2 separate regions of the Hordeum vulgare genome follow, and region 2 is linked to region 1. A link is a contact called in public Hi-C data. All regions are on one chromosome and are shown on one strand. The core of a region is the stretch at or near the end of the contact, and the rest is flanking DNA. Distances in the headings are between cores, read along the strand shown.

Region 1 (3,572 bases), core at 406-2,905:
ATAATACTGTAGAGGTCCGAACACCATGATTCGCATATCCTACCTTTTCTAGTCGGCGACCGGACCTTCACTTCACGGGCATCATCCCGCACAGACATGAACACGGCTAACGACGGAAGGGAACAACATGGACTTGGATGACGGGCTCTCACGTAGGCTAGGTTTAAGGTTTAGGTTCAGCCGCATTTTTTAATGAAAAAGGTTGGAATGTACTGAATAATGCTTCGGTTTAGGTGAAAATAATCCGGCTTGCATGTAATTCATTCACTTTGTTGAATTTCGGTTTGAAATTATATGCGGTCACGATTAGATGGTTGGCTCCCGCACTAATGTTCGGGAACTCATCTTTACTAGAAGGATTAGGCGCACGTTTGTTGCGCCGTTGGTGTTATTATGTTTTTATAAAATAAATTAGCCTATATATTTTTAAAATATAGGTGTATTAGATTTTTAAAAATTCAGAGCTCTTCAAGTGTGACCAAATTTATATTAATATTCATAATATCAAGTTGCAATCATTAAATTCATCATGAAATAAATATTCATATTTTATTTATTTAGTACTGTGGATGTTGATATTTTTTACTCTGTACTTAGTCAAAGTTAAATAAATATGATTTTTCAAAAAAAAACAGCTTATATCTTGAAAACGAGGGAGAATTTGATTTGACTAGTGTGAGAGGCGATGACCTACATTTTGTATTTTATTTATAATGCGGTGTTTTGACTGGTCTTTCGTGGTGTCATTTTGTGTTATGTGCTAATTAACCGATATTTACGTTTGGAAATATTTTCATAAATTTCTAGGTGACGGGATTGATGTATTATTATAAGTCGACTGTTTTCGATTAATTTTAAAAATTATTGGCCAAGTCAAAATTATTAACCTAATCCTAAATCGAATACCTCAATCGAATTAAAAAGCACCAAAAATAATGAGAATAATGAATAAAAAAATTGAATAGAAAAGCTTGTTAAGAAATTATTGACCCGCTTAAAATTGAGTGATTAAATTTTAATTGAAGACCTTAACTGATTGTGAGGCCTTTCAATGCTAAAGAGACTAGTGATATGGGGTTGTATAATGGTACGGTGTATGATTTGGACATCAACGTTAAAGATATCCCTTACATCAAGATTTGCGCCTTTGTAGAGCCGTAGCTAGCGCTCGGATGCTAACCCCGTGACTTTTTGCCTAATTGCACGCGTATGCATGGAGGCACTAAATAATTCTGTCCACCGGCGGTGGCGCAGGCGCATGATGGCCAGGACCCCCGGAGCACCGCGAGCAGAGTCCTCGAAGACCCCCTCCCCCTCCCCCCCGCTTGGAACATCGGACTACCAAAAAAGGAGCATCGTCGAATGATTCCAACCGGCACTCGTGCCGCAACGGCAACACAAGCGGCTGGAGTGGACCAAAAGAGAAAAAGGAAAAAGAAGCAACACAGCAGCGGCGGCGAGGCGAGGGCATCGCGGCACGGGGACGAGGCCGATGGGAAGCGATACAAAAGGCCTCGACGAACGCAAGCGCAGCAGAAAGAATCACCAACATCTCGCGTAAGGCGCAATCACTAGCTAAACCACCCACGCACCCACCCGGGTGAGGACGAAAACTAACGCTTGCTCCATGGCCCGCCCTCCGCCACGCCGCTAACCACCTCGCATCGCTTTCCGGGTCGCGCTGTGCCAATCTGGATGGCACCCAGGCCAGGCGGCGACGGGGATACACCCGCGGGCTGCCGGCCGAAGATGCGCCCGGCGATAGGCGACAGCAGCATGCTTTGCGACCGGTTTCCGTCGAACAGTCTGTCGAGTCTCGCTCGCGCCATTAGTCTAGGTGAGAAGCGACGAGGGGCACGACGGACTGCTCTATATACAATTTGCACGGTCCACCGACCATGACAAAGCATGGTTTGGAACCACAGGTGGGTACACCAACTGAAGTTTCCATCCACGTTTCCAAGAAGAGTCTGTTGACGCTATGTCTGAAGCACCGCGTGAGAAAGACCACACGGTTATTCAGAAAGCTGAGCCTCTGAAGATGCGAAAGGAAATGGGTAAAGGTAACTAATAACTTGTCTAACAAAGCGAGATGGTTCAAATCCTGTATTCATCAATAGTCACTCCATTGATGTTCTTGTTTTCGACTTTCAACAGACATCAAGAGAACTTATTTACTCCATGTGTAAATCAAGGTAATGTAAAGTAAGTTTTCAGTATCTTGTGACCGTATTAATAGATTGCAATTAACAAATATTTTGAAGTTGTGCCAAAATTAGATGGCAGCAGAATATGTTAACAAATGGAAGGACATGCATTCTAGTAGTAACAACTGCACCAAATAATCCTTGAAAAAGTACTGAACCTGGTCAGCATTCTAATAACAATGAACCAAACAATTATGGAAAAAGGATACTGAACCACGTCAGTATTCTAGTACTCCCTCCGTTCAAATTACTTGTTGTCGAAATAGATAAAAGTGAATGTACCTACAATTACAATACGTCTAGATACGTCTAGATACGTTCATTTTTCCGGTAAATAATTCCGAACGAAGAGAGTAACGATGAACCAAACAATTATGAAAAAAAAAGTGCTGAAGCATGTCAGTTGATATCAGGACCCAACAAGGCCAATCTTTAATCTCATGAGACATCACAAAGGTATGAACTAGGAGTCCACGACGTTGAGCAGCTCAACCTGCCGAGGCATAGCAACTAGCTCAACCTGCCGATATACACTCTCTGTATCATAAATATTAAGCTCAACATATTTGGGGGATTTATGTCCATCACATTGGCCTGTCTCAGTGGTGGTGGTGTCAATTTTATCTTGGTTAGTGCAGTTTCATTTTTCGCACTTTTACGCTCCTGTACTTTCTCCCTACTCTATAGCTGAAGTAGCAGTTCAGTGGCCTGACTTGCATAGGGTCAACCTGGCGACCGAGCCTTGCAGTGTCTATACGGCCACCGTGGCTTCAACGGTCTTGGCCTGCCTTACGTCAGTTTAAAAGCATCACCAACCGACGCCGCGCTCGCGCATTAAAACAAATTTACGATGATAGCGTTTTTTGCGTACTGGAGCGAAGATGTTTTTCAGATGTACAAAAATACGACGTCCAATCCGATGGTTCCTACTGCATCAGCCAACACACACAGTCTAACGCCTTAGATTTAGGCCCGGTCGGGTGAATTAGAGAATAGACAGACGTTCGTTGGCATTTCAACCTTTCTTCTCCTTTCAGGGCCTATCCGAAAGAGAATCCAATACCTCTTAGTCCTAAATATCAGAATAGGACGCGCAACAACGAAACAACAAGAGCAAGACCGCTCCAAACTAAATCACAGTAGAAGTTATGGCCACTCAGGCTGGACCAAAACAGCAAGCGGAAGCCAGTACATCCAAGATTTGCAATGCTGAAGCATAGTTTTTTTTCGGACTCTATTTTATCGCTTCCGTTGGAGAACGCTGCTTTTGTCTCTGGCACATACAAGTATCGGTTTTTAATGTGTGAGACCTTTTCTGAATGCCTTTTGAAGATGCTCTAAACGATTTAATGTATTTTATGTATT
Region 2 (3,572 bases), core at 721-3,220, 700 kb before region 1:
TATATAGTTCATTAATGAAACCTTTAGAAAGACTTATATTTAAAAACGGAGGGAGTACTTACTACTCCACTTCGCAAGCAACAGAAGCTTGGACGACCGCCACGTCAGGCGATCAATGCTCGTACATAATTAGCTATAGGACTAGGAAGAGTAAAGTATATTTTAAACCTTGAATTTATAAAGCTTGTCAAAACTGAACCCCGACGTCTGAATCCCTGAAATCTATACCCTCATCTTTTTAATCCCGGTCAATATCAACCTTAAACCTGTTTGGCAAACCGGAAAAATATCCATCCCGCCCAGGATCACAGTCTCCCCCCCCCCCCCCCCCCCCTCTCTCTCTCCTGAAAATCAGTGTCGGTCCGGCCTTTGTATTGTCCACTACGCCGCTGCCAACCGCCAATGACGCCTCGACGTAGCCAACCGCGACGTTCGCCCGCCACTGGGCTGCGCCGATGGAGGACACCGCCTCCAGGCTCCAGCACGACGTCGGTTGACGCCAGTGCTGGCGACAAGGCGTCAGAGGAGGGACGGGAGCTGTAGGGGTATGAGACCGTGACGGCATGCGCATCGACGCGGTTCAACAATGTCTGTACGTCGAGAATGTGGAAGAACACATGCTCACTTTGTCATCTGGGTTGTCGCGGTGTACCTGAGTGCCAGCTATCTTTGTCATGGGCTCACGGCGTTGGCCAAGAGGAGGTGCACGACGTGGCGCGCATGTACATCGGTTGCACGGGTCTGCTCGACCTTGTGCTCGAGTCCTCAGTAATTACATGAGTTGGCGACTAGCGGCGCGCCATGAATCCGGTGACCAAGCGCTCAGGTTCTTACTCGAGACATATTGCTGCGTATTCACGTAGAAGCTGACTTTGAAGCAAGTAGGCATGTGGATGGATTTTTCCGAGAGCTAGCTGAGTTACGTAGAGACTTACACACTGGTCGTTCAGCGGACGTGCGACCATGCAAGTATGCCCGAGAGAACGGACGGTCTCTCAAACTGGCTTCGCCGTCTCGGCGCGTGTCGGGGCATGCCGTGGAGTTTTCCACGCACCGCAGTGCTGGCTGTTGCAGCATAGTTCGGCAAGCTCCGCGAAACAGCGCACGGGAAGAAAATGGATACGATGTGTGCAGTGCAAGAACTTGCAATCCCGGTCGGGATTGCTTTTTTCCAGTGCGACAAACAGTCCTAGATCGATCTAGGGTTAATATTGACCGGGACCAGAGAGGTCAGGGTACTGATTTCAGGGATTAAGACGTTGAGGTTCAATTCCGATGAGCTTTACAAGTTTAAGGTTTAAAACAAACTTTACTCGACGCACGAGCCCAAGAAAGTGCGTTTGTTTTCTCTAAAGAAAAAATGGATGGTTAAAAGGGTGGGGAAATTTTGTGAATTTTAAGAATTGTTCAAAGGTAAGTACTATTTCCCGATGGAAATTTTAGGCTCCAACTGTGTCCTCACTCACACCCTCTACCTGAAATCTCGGAGACGGACTGCCAACAGCTGGTGTAAAACAGTAGAAGGAGTAGCAGCTGAGCACGTAGAAGGAGTAGCAGCTAACCACGGCAATAACTGCTGGTGTCAGAGGTCTGTTACAGCGACAATATACATAGTATAATATAATTAACAAATTAAGAGCCAGATTCGGTCCACAATTTCGGTTTGGAAGAGCACTGGTTCTGCCGAACGTGAGCTGCCGGGAGCAGACGCCGGTTGAAGCCTTCCAAGGAACGGGAAAAGAAGGAGCTGATCTGGGGCCTGAAGCGAAGCTCCATGCCGCCCTGCTGCTGCAGGAGCACGACGCCCAACAGTTGGGCTCGCCGGGGTCCGCATCGGCCGGCATCCACGTACCACCTCCGGCGGGCCAGCTCCAATGAATCAATCAACTCGGGCTGACCCCCCACGCGCGTCGCCTCCCCGGCTTAACCCCAAACGACGTGTGCTGAGTTTTTACAAGTCCAGACGAAGGAATTGTCTGGTTGGTCCATCGCTGCGAGTAATCTACTGTGGCCATGTTATCCACCCCAGATGGCCGGGCTCGGCTGCGCGACAAAACGTGCTGTGCGCGATGGGATGGGGCTGTGAGACGATGGGAAGGTGTACCCGCGTCACGTAGCTAGTAGATGTGACTACATACGTAGGATCGACCAGACCAGGCCAGGCACCGAGACGAAACTGTTCCACACATACGCCGGCCAGCAGGCACGAGGCTCCATCACGTAGTACCGCTGCCTGGAAACGGGAGGCGAGTCGTAACTGCTGCTGCCACCGGAAGAAGTGGCAGGCCGTGACCGTCAAGGCCAGCTCGGGGATCCCGATGCGGCGTCACAGACTCACAGGAGGACGCCTGCATTTGGCATGTCACGGGTGAATGGGGACACAAATTTTTCGTTTTACCTTTTATCGTAACAAATTTCAGAATTGATCTTATTTTAAAAAAATCGAATCTGACCTCTTTTGTTGACGCCAACATTCTTGATGTCTGGTTCGCATGATAGGCGTCAAGTTCCCTGACGTCTGGTACGGGCCTGCATGACCGTCTAACCCGTTAAGTCTCTCACGTGTCAAATGGCCAGACGCGAGGGACCATGACGTCTGGTCCTGGACCACACGCCAAGGACCCTAACGTCTGGTACCAAACGTTAGGGACCTTGACGTCTCGTTTCAGCAGACCACACAAATATTTTTTATAATATGTGTCATGTCATCCAGACATCAAGGTCCTTGGCAATTGGTGTTAGACGTCAGGATCCATCACGTCTGGTCCAGGACTAGACGTCAGGGTCCCTCGCGTCTAGTAGGAACCTACGTCATAGACTCAACGGATAAGCCGGTCATGTGAGCCCATACCAGACGCGAGGGACCTTGGCATCTCTCATACAAACGAGACGTCACGAATGTTGACGTCATCAAAAGAGATCACATTTGAACTTTTTTTTGAATAAGGTCAATTCTAATTTTTTTAGGGCAAAAAGTCAAAACAAAAAAATATCCTGAATGGGCGAGCGAGTGATGGATCAGGTTGGTCCAGGTTTGATCCCTCGTAGATTGCTACTATACCACTTTAACTATAATGCCAAGGCTTGATGGGTTGTTAGCGTAGTTTGCTCGAAGGGGCCTCGATGTGCCATGTGCGGCGAAGTCGGTGTCGGCTGCTTGGGAAGAAGTGATGACAATGACAATGCAACCTCGACGGTGTCTTCTTTTTGATGAGGGTGTGTAATCTTATTGTTGCTGATCAGCCGAGTGCCCTTCGTTGTGGGCGTACTTTAGGTTTTTTTAAGATCCAACAATTGCTCGCTAGTTCATTTGCATCAACAGGCAAAAGCGAGAAAAAACATTTGGTAACGAGGGTCCTAGGACCTGTCAAAAAGAAAGAAATTATCTAGGCCATGGCATACCACTTTGACAGAGAAAAATAGCCTACTATTCATGGTGAATCCCCAAATGGGATCTCTAAGCATTTAGCTACTACTTGTCTTTATAGTTCAATGGAATTTTGATGGCCTTTGTGTTGCCCAGTGGCGATGGAAGCTTTCCTTTGAAGGTGCACATGTTTTATTCTTGCCAT

The links. A called contact is a pair of places that touch in the nucleus more often than the background predicts.
Region 2: a contact with region 1 is called in a Hi-C map of seedling, with 4 times the contacts expected there. The contact joins two enhancer-like sites. A contact is called at or near these places in 3 of 6 Hi-C or Micro-C datasets (leaf and seedling).

Annotation. Positions count from the first base shown.
Region 1 is chr2H:186,018,449-186,022,020 of MorexV3_pseudomolecules_assembly, reverse strand. No RefSeq gene overlaps it. Among protein-coding and RNA genes, the nearest start is that of LOC123425774, 260 kb to the right of the region's middle. Within about 2 kb of position 1,655, at least 3 of the 3 cell types and tissues checked have open chromatin away from gene starts, as enhancers often do. A contact at or near this core is called in leaf and seedling, where this site is marked.
Region 2 is chr2H:186,719,884-186,723,455 of MorexV3_pseudomolecules_assembly, reverse strand. No RefSeq gene overlaps it. Among protein-coding and RNA genes, the nearest start is that of LOC123429892, 11 kb to the left of the region's middle. Within about 2 kb of position 1,970, at least 3 of the 3 cell types and tissues checked have open chromatin away from gene starts, as enhancers often do. A contact at or near this core is called in leaf and seedling, where this site is marked.